2 separate regions of the Oryzias latipes genome follow, and region 2 is linked to region 1. Evidence: chromatin contacts called from public Hi-C data. All regions are on one chromosome and are shown on one strand. Each heading gives the region's core, a stretch centred on a gene start, on an enhancer-like site or on the middle of the called end of the contact. The rest is flanking DNA. Distances are from core to core; before and after follow the strand shown. Region 1 holds the start of eif4g2 (eukaryotic translation initiation factor 4 gamma 2). Region 2 holds the start of LOC110014539 (parathyroid hormone-like).

Evidence for each region. A called contact is a pair of places that touch in the nucleus more often than the background predicts.
Region 2: a contact with region 1 is called in a Hi-C map of embryo, with 2.5 times the contacts expected there. The contact joins the promoter of LOC110014539 here to the promoter of eif4g2 in region 1. A contact is called at or near these places in 2 of 5 Hi-C or Micro-C datasets (embryo and fibroblasts).

The regions. Positions count from the first base shown.
Region 1 is chr3:20,044,720-20,051,149 of ASM223467v1, forward strand. It overlaps eif4g2 (eukaryotic translation initiation factor 4 gamma 2), which reads right to left and starts at 3,482. Exons shown (of 21, transcript XM_011490874.3): 1 at 3,288-3,482; 2 at 2,224-2,331; 3 at 2,051-2,107; 4 at 1,043-1,168; 5 at 840-942; 6 at 608-739; 7 at 459-525; 8 at 227-378; 9 at 24-134. The coding sequence starts at 310.
Region 2 is chr3:20,194,482-20,200,911 of ASM223467v1, forward strand. It overlaps LOC110014539 (parathyroid hormone-like), which reads left to right and starts at 3,575. Exons shown (of 3, transcript XM_020701306.2): 1 at 3,575-4,218; 2 at 4,305-4,392; 3 at 4,522-5,550. The coding sequence starts at 4,038. The coding sequence ends at 4,708.

The DNA of each region.
Region 1 (6,430 bases), core at 2,232-4,731:
CAGTCATCCCACTTTACACTCACCTTAGCCTTTTCATGGTCAAGTTTAGGCCCCACTGTTTTCATTATCTGACAGAGGCACTCCAAATCTTCACCCATATCCTTAAGCTGCACTCTCTTTTTCTTCTCCAAAAGCTGCAAAATATGAGCAGTTTTTTATTTTCTTAATCCAATAAAGCGATGTAGTTAATAAAGCAACATTACAAAATACAACGGATAGAACTTACAGTTTTAATACACCTATGGAGGATCGATTCATGGATGAGATCGAGTTTGCCAAGTTCCCCAATGAATTTGATGTTACCCAACATCTTGAGCTTTGCCACAGACCGCTGCTCCTCCTCCTCAGAAGTGAGTGGGTTGTCATGTTTGTCAAAGACTACAAGCAGATAAATAAACAACAGTTCAACCATCTGCTCAGTGTCCCGACCACCCCTACTGAAAAAGTATTTCACTTACGGTCAACATTCCTGGAACGGTTCTCAAACTCATCTTGAAGCTTTGAGATCAGAAGCCTTCTGAAGGTCTGCAAAAAGAGCATGTGACATGTAAAAAAACAACATACCAAGTTCAGAGAAGCTGAAATAAACTTCTAAAGGAAAACTTACAGTATTCTGCTTTTGTGTCGACTGGCTTTCTTCTGATGGATCTTCAAAGTTTGGAGCATCTTCTGACAAACGAAGACATAGCTGTGCATATAGCTGGCTGTACTTCGGCTCTTCTAGGGCTTTGTCAACAATCTACAGAGAAAAAGAAAATCATTACCCCAAGGTACCCATTCCTAACGAGTAATTTGTTTAATTTTGAAAGTTATAATTAAAAAAGATTGAGAATGCTCACCAATAAGATGATTCCCTTGAGGACAAGTTTTGAATCGACACCCACATTGAGGAGCTCCAGACACAGTTTGTCAAACTTCTCAGGAGTTAGCTTGTTAAGTATGCTGCAGATTTACAAAGGGATTTGTAAGGTCAGTCTGCCATTACAGATTTAACCTTTTTCTTCAGGGTGCTAAAAAACAATTTTCTGTGACTGGAACTTACCCCCTCACTTTTCTGAAGATTGCATCGTTTTCCCCTTTGTCTTTGGAGGAGTTAGCATCTCGTCTAGTGCTTCGAGAAGGTACCCATCTCTGAACGCTAGAACCTGGGGTTTTCCCCAGGAACTCGCTGTTACAAACACAATTATATTAGGGAGAACATATTTATGCTGATATGAAAGAATTTCTGATATAGCAGAACATATTTTTGTACACCAACCATAGAATAAAAGAACAAAGCTCAAAAGGTGCCTGGTAATAATTCCGCCTAAGCACCAACTTCTGTTGCTCTGAACTTCAAGTCTTTCACGCAAATTCATGTTTCCCAGCAGGGTTCTGTTTAGATCTTGTCACAAAATTCATAGTTTGTCTTTCAGCCTAGGCAGAGCTTTTATGGACATGGCCTTCACAAGGCTTGATGTTTACACTTAAAATTTATTGTTTTACTAAGTGGAGAGGGTTTTGGCTGTTTGTTACAGATGACATAAGATAAACACATGATGCATGCCAAGGCTGCCGTCTGCCATTCTTTGGAATTTTATTTTCTTTAGACGAGAAGAATGCCTTTCTTCTCAGCCCAGAAATTTCTGGTAATAGTTTAAAAATAAATAAAAACTAAAAAGTTTGTGTCACATTTTAAATCTAAGACTTCTGGATATAACATTTAACTTGATGTTGTTGGAGACTCTTATAACAGTAAGAAACAATGGAGCTGGTTGACGCTGGTAGGGAATAAGCACAATAGGCTGCAGTCTGTATAGACTCAACAGCAAATGAACAAACTGTTCCAGCATGAGGCAGGGAACAAACCATGGAAGAAATGATAGGGAGATAGTATAAAAACAAATTATTAATTATCATTGAAAAATTATAGATTTGTGGACACAAAAACCAGTGGTTTTTACATAGATTTGTATATGCAGAAATTTAATTTATTTAATTTCAAACCATCAAAAATATTAACAAATAGGTTTCTGCTCTGGATAGTAAAAATTAAATAAAGTCAAATTACCCGTTGCAGACAGACTTGGGATAGTGCTGAGGTGCACCCCCACCTCCTCCGCCCACACTGTGATCCAGAAAGATTAGTTTTAGGTCAATACATTTTAAATACACTTCCTTAACTACAAAAAGTGCAAAATATAAATATTCTATTTTTTATTTTTAGTAAAGTGCATTTAGTACCTGAAACGAGAAGGTCCCCCTTGCGCAATGACACTCTCCACTTTGGCGGCTTGACAAAGAATATGTGGTAAGAATCAAATTCTAGGAATGGGGCAGAAGAAGATCGTCCTAGAAGACAACAAGAAACGAAGAGACAAGTTAGAAAACTCCGTTAAATAAGAACCAATTCTATAAATAAATTCTAAGAGAGAGAAAAAGGAAAAAAATTCAAACGAGTCTAAATTTATTCAAGATTTTGGGAAGCGCACAACACACTTCCTGCGTGACTAGTCAGTCGAGGTTAGCATTAAGCTAACTGTTCCAGCAAACCGTGAGCTACAGTCATTACAAAACCTTTTCTATACAGACCGTCTTGTTGTGTGTCGCACTAAAAGTCTTTTTTGTTCATTTATAGGCTCTAGAATTTAACAGACTATTAAAAAAATGAATATATAGGTCACTCTGTGGATCATCATTTCAAACCAACCCTCGCCAATAAAAAAATATATATATATAAAATAAAAAAGATCTACGATTATCCACAAGCAGAATAAGGCCCAACAGCTCAGATTATGATAGAGCGAAAAAGAACAACGGATATGATATGTCACTAATCCCAAGTAACTTCACGAGAAAGAACGAAAGGCCCATTTTTTTTTTATTTAAGAACACTTCACAAAAAAAATACGTCAAACGTCTCTGTTTACAGAAATACTCAGTATAAATGACAAAATAGTTCGCAAGAATACGTCTATATTGAGCCGATTCTGGGTTTAATTCCAGTTTTATGAAATAAATACAACCGAGACAGGCTTAGATTTACATGGCCTTTGTTCCGAAACCGGAAGTGTCGACAGCGACATCTTTAGGGTTTTGTTCTCGAGGCCGCCGGTAAGAGAACAGCATGTTAAATACAAATAACAGTCAGGATTCTGTATAGTTTTTTAGTGACACTAAGCTAAAGGGTAAAATTTAAGTGTCAAAACATCGATCGTTATTTTAATCCACAGTAACTTCGTCGAACTTTCTCCTGGAACGGTATGTTAGCTTCTGTGTGTTAGCTAGACAAAAAAGACACGTCTTACCTTCACTAAAGGACTCAGACTCGCTTTTGTTTTCTCAACAGAAGAAAACGAAATAAATAAACAAGTTTAAAAATAAATATTCGATACGTTTACGGAATACCGAAGCGCTTTTAGTTTATTTTTTCCCTTTAGGTTCTAAATTGTGAAATCTATTTGCTCAGACGGAGCAAACATCGACCAAATACTGCTGACTAGAGGACGTTACGTAGACGCGAGTTTATATACGGATATTTTAGCCCCTCCCACCAGCGTGACGTGCTGCCAAGCAGAACGCAACGCCGTCATTTCGCAACACAGTTTCAGCACGTTCTGTGTTATCAGGGAAACGATGAGACAAGTTTGAAAACATTTGAACCCTTTCACGATGAGGAATTCTATAACCATCATACTAAGTTAAATGCATGGAAAATAAACACTGATTCAAATCACAACATTTTCAAAATACATTTAATTTATCGAAAAGTTATTGGTTGGAGATTTACATAAATTGTTTATGTAACAAATATAAATTGTAATCTTTGCTTCTTTACTATAAATGTGCTATCCAAAACAAAGAAAAATAAATACAATGCCACAGTGTAATTCTTCTAGTGTATGTGCTTCAAAATTCCTCAATTCAAATGTTAACTGCTCGAGCCAGGTACACACATAAAAAAGAAAATAGAAAGAAAATACATTTTAAAAATGGCTCAAGTCATAATAATAATAATAATAATAATAATAATAATAATAATAATAATAATAATTAATACAACAACAACAAAAACTACAATAATAATAATAATAATAATAATAATAATAATAACAATACTAATTATTATTATTATTATTAAAGGGAGTAAAGATTTTTAACAAACTAAGCAAACCGTTCTTGGATCCCTAGTTGTAATTTTATATAATAGTAAATTATGGTGCTAAAAAAAATTGGGTTACCTATTTGTTTTAAATTGGAGATTCTATATCCACAGGCCTTGATTTTAAAATTAATTCTTTAAAGTTGTAATATTTAAAGTCAATATTGATATTTTCCCACATTTCAATAATATTTGGATTACTTTTAAACATCATTTATACAAATCATTTTTAGAAAAAAAGGAATATAATTGACTTTTCTAAGATAGAAAAAATACATTTCGAGTGTCACAGAAGTGTTATGCCTTGGACATTCTGTGACCTTGTGACCCCAAGTCAATGCGTGTGTGTGAGTGAGTGCATATATATATATATATATATATATATATATATATATATATTTGACTTTCTATGTTTTAGTTTAAAAAAAGCCATGTGCTATTTTTCACTACCATAAGATGATTCAATGGCAAAACTAACAAATTAAATATGGAGGGCTGACCTACGACATGACTACTTTCATTTTGGGTCAAAACTGCTCGGATAGCTCATATTTGTTTGCCAAACAGCACTGACCATCACAAATAATATTGACTCTTCTTAAAATGTAATTTCACAAACCTTTCCAGCACTAATTTGTAATCATTTTAACCTGAAACACAATCTCAAAAGTTTTTAATGACACCAATTAACATATGAGTAACTTCATCAGATCACGTTTTATTGGAATTTCTGGACTGTCTAGTTAATAATAAAAGGTCTTCCTTGAAGCATAGATTTGCCAGGAAGAGTCTCTTCCAGACCGTAAAAACACGCAGAAAGAGATTAGACAGATAATGCCTCTGTGTGGCTCAGGTTTGTCTGATGACACATTCATATCTAAAGTCAGGTGTAACATTTGGAATTGAAAGTGAAACAAACACAAACAAAAAAAAAGGATTCTATAAATATTAATTAGAATTGATTGGAAATGTGTTCACTAGAGTTGCAGTTGTGCAAACTTTACTTTATCTGCTGTTGTGATTCCACAGAGCTGAGACAGGGTCAAACCTGCATGTCTGGATTGTCTGGCTACTCTGTATTGACTGTGTGTCGTATAACTCCTTCATGTGTGCACAATAAACTGAAGACTTTTGATCAAAAAGGACATTGGTCTTTGAATTTCCATCAGCAAAGCTAAACCTGTTTGACCTGTGACATTTAACTGCAAAACAAAGCATTTGGTCAACTCTTCTTGTCTCCAGTGAAGGGATTTGACTGCTGGTAGTGATACCATGATAGTTTAAGAAACTTGTTTTTTTGATTACATTAAATGAAGAAGAGACAAGATCAGAATATAAATCCATCAAATGTGTCTAAAGTTACCTACTATCATCCGTTAAAAATACATCATAGCCTTTTTAAATGTCAAACTACCGGTAAGTTAATTAGAGCTCAGAACAATCAAAAACTTTTGAGACTGCGTCAGATCTGGTCATTACCTTTTTACTCTAAATCAAATGATAACAAATACAAAATTATTCTATAACAAATTTGAAGTCTGTTTTATTCAATATTTGTTAAACTTTCTGAACAGGAGCCATGTTAATATATTTTTTTGGTTAAGTTTTATATTTTCTTTATTTTATTAAAACATTTTTATTAAAATGTGTAATACCTGCTTTAAAAAGTTTTCCCATTAGGGTTTCTCAGCACAGCATTTAGGGGCTACAAAACAAAACCCAGAAAAAAACAACTTTCTTTTTCAGTTTGTCTGACTTCTTTAAGCCCAAACCTTTGACAGAAAAAAGGCCATGTTGATATTGTTGAACTTTTTTTAAAAAAATAACTAAATACTTTAGGGAAAAACATTGATTCACCTAATTTTCACAAAAGCTGTTGTCAACATCTGCGCCAGTAGATGGCGCTACAGGTCTTTCTGGCACACACACGTCTGATCTTAATTATTACGACAAATGAACATACTCTAAAATTTCTTTACGATCAAATTTGATGATGTTTCAGACAAACCATGACCTAACTGAAAAGTATATGTAAAATATACATTAAATTTATGCATAAAAACCAATAACAATTATGTCTGTAGGAGGTTAGACAATCAAGCTAATGTAATTTCTGATGAACTGCAACAGACAACAGGCATCACTTCTTAATTCCAATGTAGGAAGTGGAAAGGTACATGTAATAACATTTCACAAACTGCATGCTGCTCAATGCAGATGTGATTATTGCTGAACCCAATTCATTTTTTTACAGTACACAACAAGATTTTGTCAACTTTCTTTGCACGA
Region 2 (6,430 bases), core at 2,325-4,824, 150 kb after region 1:
AAGATCAAACAAAAGAAATCTGACTGTTTTCTGCCTCTCGTGAAAACGTTTTATAGTGTGATATCTACAAAGAATTCTTACATGAGAACGATATTTGGTCTTTCAACCACGGATAAATAAGTTGTGATGTAATCTAACGCCCTCACATTTGTAAAATGTTTTTGTGTGCATGGAACACTCATTCAAATTAATTTTGGTCATTCTGGCATGAATAAAAACTGGCTTTTCAAAATTGAAATGTTAAATAAAATATGAACCCACCCATTTTACAAATGCAGTACTAATATGGTTTGTTTGTACTGTCAAATGCTTCTGAGCTTTTCACAGACTCTTGTGGAAAATTGCAATCATATGAAACGTCAGAAAGCAATCAAAAACATAGCATGTGTTGACGTGTTTGCATTTTTTTCCAAACTAGAAAATCCAGTTAATACAATCTTAAATCCCGATTAGTTAGGAATGGACTGCAGTTATTAACTGTAGTAAATTCAGCTACAATCTCTAAGATCATAGAGTGAGTTGAGCTTTAACTTACAGGCTTATTTCTCTTTTTTATTCCATTTTCCTAATTGGTTCTCCTAATATGAAATATGCATTTTTTATATTCATGATACTTTGATCTCTCATCCTTTTTCATTCCCTTCTTTTTAATCATTTGCTTAAATAGTGACTTTGAGCACTACACTGGTTGTTTACTAAAGATTTGTTTCTTATTTCAGAAAGATCTTAGGAAATGAATTGTGAGATCACAGTGACTCCATGTGGTTGAAATTTATAATCATCATTGAAAATTTTGCCGTAAGAAAGACCCAGTCATTTGACTTACATATGTCATTTTACAGGACTTCTGTTAGGGACTGTGATCTAGGACCCAAAATGCAGGAAACCAGGCATGGTCACAAAAACTTAAACATTTAATAAATAATCTGAAACATGACAAAACCCTGAGCGCAACAAAGAAGACAAGACAAACCAAAACAGCAGCTGACCTGAGTCAGAGGAACTGAAAACCCGACATATATACACTGAGAATACCGGTCATTTACTAAAGGAAGACAGCTGTGGATCTATTATAAAAGCGTTTCCAGTGGTATTTTAAATGTGATTGTGCAATTTTTAGGCAAAATCAGAAAAATGATGTTGTTTTCTAGGACCTAGTTTTCATCAGAAACTCAACGCTGAATTGTGGACAGGGCTGTTGGCGCAAAAGTAAGCCTGCAATGATTTCCCATGAACGCTTTGATTACCCTCTCTCCCCATAGCTTACAGCCCCTCACAACCCCAAGCTAACATGAGTTTTGCAACAAAAATGGGGAGCAACATCAGGGCTATCCAGCCATTCAGTTTTGAGCCAGATGCCAGTTGAGATGAGCAAAATGACAATGTTAAAATATTTATTTGTCTGCAGGTGGTGGATGTATCAGAATGGAGCAGAGTAGGGAGACTGTGACTTGCCCATCTCAAAATGGATTTTTGATCTGCTACTGACTCACCACGGATAAAGAAATACTCAAAAATGCAGTTTTATTCTGAAAACATTTTATATATTTCTCCATCATGAGAAAAATACTACAAGAACATGTTAATAACACCAAAAACAGGATTTCTAATGGAGTGGGTCTTTAAGAACGCTACTAGTGGGCTGTGTTTGTTTATGAAAACAGGAAGAGGCATATGTTTTTTTAATTCCAGTGCACCCGTGTATATGTGGTTCTGACAGCTCACAATACCAGATGAAAGAGATTAGATAATTTTCACATTTTCCTTTAGGATCCACAGTGCACATTTATATTTAATCAGGCTTACTTGTTCATGTTGCATGGATGTTGCATTTAATTAATTGAACCATACCATATTGGTTCAGTGCTCAAATGTGCTTTTATTTTGGATTCTATTTCAAAAATTTGACATTCACAATGTTGTTTATGAGACATATATTGGTGATTTATGATTCTAGAGAAAGAACTGAGCAATCTCCCACCCACCTGTCCTGGTGGACAATCTGTTTGCTCTCTGGATTCAAACGGGATTCTGAGCGGGAGGAGAAGCTCAATACAAACTTGACACCTCTGCCACCTGTGCTGGCGAGTCAGATGGACAGAGCAAAAATATGTGATAGATTGATGTGTGTGTGCGTATCCACATAAGTGGCAATGACAAGACTGGCAAATTGGTTTTATAAAGTAATAACCCGTGTGGTCTGGCGAACAGCCTGCTGAGAAAGCCCAATAAGACCACAAAATCCACAAGCTTTTCTGCAATCAGTTTTGAAAAAATTGAAAAGTCCTTTTGTCACATTGTTTTCTCTTTTGCTTAAATATGAATATAATGGGTTTCTTTGTGCTGAACTGGGATGATGTCAGCTACTAAAATGAATCAGTTTTCATTACATGTCTCCAAGTAGATGGTCAGATGGTTTATAGAAATCAAACAAAATTTCTCTCATTTACCATTTAAGATCTGATGCAGAAGCAAGAGAACTGAAGCAGCATCCGTGTGGACACACTGTATGTGTGACCTGAAGATAACCTCAATGATCTGGATTAATTTTATCCGCAAATCACAAAGCAGAGGACAAAAAAATCCCAACTAGAAAACATAAAATGAACAAAATCTTTTCAAATTAGTTGATCATACAAATATGTACAATGGTAGCTATTTACAGCCAAACAAACTTAAAAATAGTTCAAAGAGATGAGTCATTTTATGTGAGTTACTTTCTTTGTGACATGTGGGTGACCCAAGTCGGTGATTTACATGCAATTCTTCCCATCAATCCCTGACAAGTCCTTCTGCACACCAGCGGCATACCATAGCTGACATGGCTCGCATTGTGAGCGCATGAGGTAATGAGAGCAACTAGGTTTAGTATACTACACGTGTGCAAAAAATCTAGCTTACTTGAAAGCACAGGTGGTCCTGGGTGCTGTTTACAGGAATGATGGAGAGAGCACATGAAGACTCAGCTCCTCACAGCAGTCCTGCATGGATTTACTATTTATCATTCTAACAACCTCAGTGGAGGATTTTTTTTATTTTTTTTGATGTTCTGACCCCAAACTTTTCAACTTTAGAACATGGCTTTGATTTTATCTATAGGGACAATGGGAAAATGGTTTGGAAGGTAACTGTATGTCGTGTAAAATGAAATTCAGTGGCATGAACAATAGATGTAAATAGTACTTAAATTGGGGGTAACTTTAGCTGGATTCATGTATAAGCCTGGAAAGTCAGAGATATAGGTCCTTTTGTCACACTTATTCCTTCAGTGGTGGCATAGCCATTCCTCTGCCACATTTAGAAAGTGTCTTTCATGGTTACCTAATGCACATTGTGACACCGTGACAAGGTTATCCACAACTCATGCATCACACAAATGTGATGCTATGCATTTCAAAAGGAGGTTAACTGTATGTTTTTCAAATGTCCAGTCATTGTGATATGATTGATGCAACGAGTGAAACTACAGATGGATCAGCAGCGACAATCCACATACAAGGTGGTGCTACCAGACTGAGATTGCATTGGTTCCTCCAAATGCTCCACCCAGAGCACCACTGGTGGTTTGGAGAACATGAGAGTGAAGACATGTTTAAAGACTTTCAGTCAAAAACCACACAGCACAAAGTTAAATGGCCAACGACCATTACCAGTACGAGACATTTTGCTGTACTCCCCTGGGGATGGGTCAGTTACACCTCTCTGTGACCCTTACATGCTTGCATGAGATGAACCATAAAGTAAATTACATTGCCAATAAATTCAGTTTGACAGTCATTGCCGTTTCAAAGAGTATATGTTTTCACGACAGTCCCTCTGCGAGAGGCATATGCAATTAAAGCTTTACCGACCAACAAAGACAAACTGTAACATGCTATACCCACGCCATAATGTGAGTGTCGCTGCTTAACATGGGTGAAAATGGAGCAAGTTGAAAAAAACTGTGGGACAAACAGGGCTCTTGGCAAAGGTGTTGAAAAGTGAGTTAGTGGTGAATTGTGGCTGAGGTGGTGTCATGCAGATGGCTGCTCCCGTTGATGCGTTGGAGAAGTGACATCAACATCAACGGTCAAATTTGCTTATTGATGACTGGGGGAGGGCTCCCTGTATATAAGAGAGAGAACCTCGCCCCCCACCAACAAAGACTGATCAACGCGTTGACTGATCCAGTTCGGAAAAAAAAAGTCACTTTTCTTGGAATCGAGGACAAAAATCCAGGTAGGTGATGAGGAATGCATCAAACGTAATACAGCGAGTTTGAGGAACGATTGCTGTTACCAATGCTGGGGTTCATTTTCTTTCAGGTTCTAAAATGCTTTCAATAAGGTACCTCGAGACATTGCTTCTGGTGGTCTTCATTGCCTGTTACATCACAGAAGCAAAACCCCTGAGGTAAAACTACTTTGTTAATTCTTTGGTTAATTTTAAAACAACCCAATTAATAATTAACTGCAATTAATATTTGTTTTTCTTCCATTTCTTCTTCTTTTAACTATTGTCTGTTTGTTTGTTTGGGGTCAGAAAGAGATCCATCAGTGAGATGCAGCTTATGCACAACCTTCAGGAGCACAAACAAGTGGGCGACAGACAGGACTGGCTGCAGGAGAAATTAAAGAAAATCATCAGTCCCAGCAACAAACCACAACAGGGGCAACCTGCAAATGTGAAGAGTCTTTTGCTGAAGAGTGATTTCTCAAAGAGCATATAACAAGTTCAACTCTTTGTTATTCTTCATAAATGAAAACGACAACCAAACCTTATGCCACTCTTTCTTTATTTTAATTCACAAAATGTCCGGTATTTTATTCTTAATATTTATTTTCTTGTTTATTTTTTGCGTATATTTTCAATATATTAAGTTTTCATATGTATTTTTATAGTTAAATTATTTACATAATCTTCTACTGCTTAGTAAGAGGGGTTTATTTGGAAACATTTGGGAAATTATATTAATTGCTTTTTATTTTAACTAAATAAAAACACTACTTCATTAAGATTATTTTATAACTTTACTGTGAAAGTTTTCAAGATAGTCTTGTGTTTTTTTGATTTTGTACATTCAGAAGGGAGTTTTACCTTTTTTATTTATTTGGGGGGGGGTCCTTTAAAGTACCACTTGAAGAGCTTCCCTAAAAATCCTTTTTCCAACAGGTGACATGAAAACATGGAGCTCTTCCTTAGATTTAGGATCACAAACCTTAAAGCACATTTAAATGTTGCACTTTGTTCTCCAATATTAGAAAGCATCTTTCTGTCAAAAGAAGCTAAATAGGGCCCTCCAATCACCAATAAAATGAACTTTCATGGTGTTTTGTTCATTCTTATCTGCAGTCATGTCATTGTGGTAGGTTCATACAAGTATTTTCCTTCCTCATTGCAGGACACGGTAAGCTTGATACAAACCCTTTGACCTTGGAGTTGTTTGATCTTTCAGCACTACTCAGAAGTATCTGTCTAAATGTCCCAGAAATGTCTCAGAAATTTGATTTGTTGTATTAAAAACTATCAAGCGATGTTACTAGAACAGGCTTTTCACTCTTTTTCTGTTATTTCAAATCTCAGTGATACTCAGGCGGTCATATTAGAAAAAAAATTATATAAAAAGTGTCATTTCAAAATCTAAAAATGTGCTTAAGTTCGATATTTTATAATAAAATTCACAAACAACAGTTATTATCCTTTATACTGTAGCATTCTGTTCACTTGCAGTACAAGGACACCTTTAGAGAAAGATGTTTGAATGCTTGATTGCTTTTACTTGTAATACAACATTATAGAAATAATCCTGCAAAAGCTTTTTGCCACGCAAAGCCACAACGGAGCGAGGAGATTAGCACAATCACTACAAAAGGGGCAGTATAGTATAATGCACAAAGAGAGCAAGGAAAACCCCTGCAAATTCAGACTAACGTCTAATTAGTTTATTGTTCTTATGCACCATAACACGGAGACAGAGAAACATAAACTATCAAATGAAGGGGTTGGTTTAAACTTCTATTATAAAGCTTTTTTCAATGAATGTATGTATATTAAATGCTACCGGTCTTTCCTAAACAGTACATAGAGATTTAAAGAACCATACAAAAGAGTTGCCTCCGTTGTTGAGAATTTTTTATGCAGAACGCAACGCATTAGCTTCACTGGTATTAAAATGTAGATGTAAAATACATTTCATGCCCCTGCAGTTAGGGAGATGAGAGCAGAAATCAAGACATGGGTTCTATTTATTCTATTATTCATGACATTCTCGACTCACTAATTTTATCTCATAAATATATCTTATTGCATCTTTGCTAAGTATTGTTTTAAAGTAGGTCATTTTTGTTGTGTGTGTTTTTTCCTGTAAGGAATAAAAATGCTACTTTGAAAAAAACATTTAAATTTTTTATTTATACAAGTGTTTAGTAATAAACTTTTAAATGCATAAAAC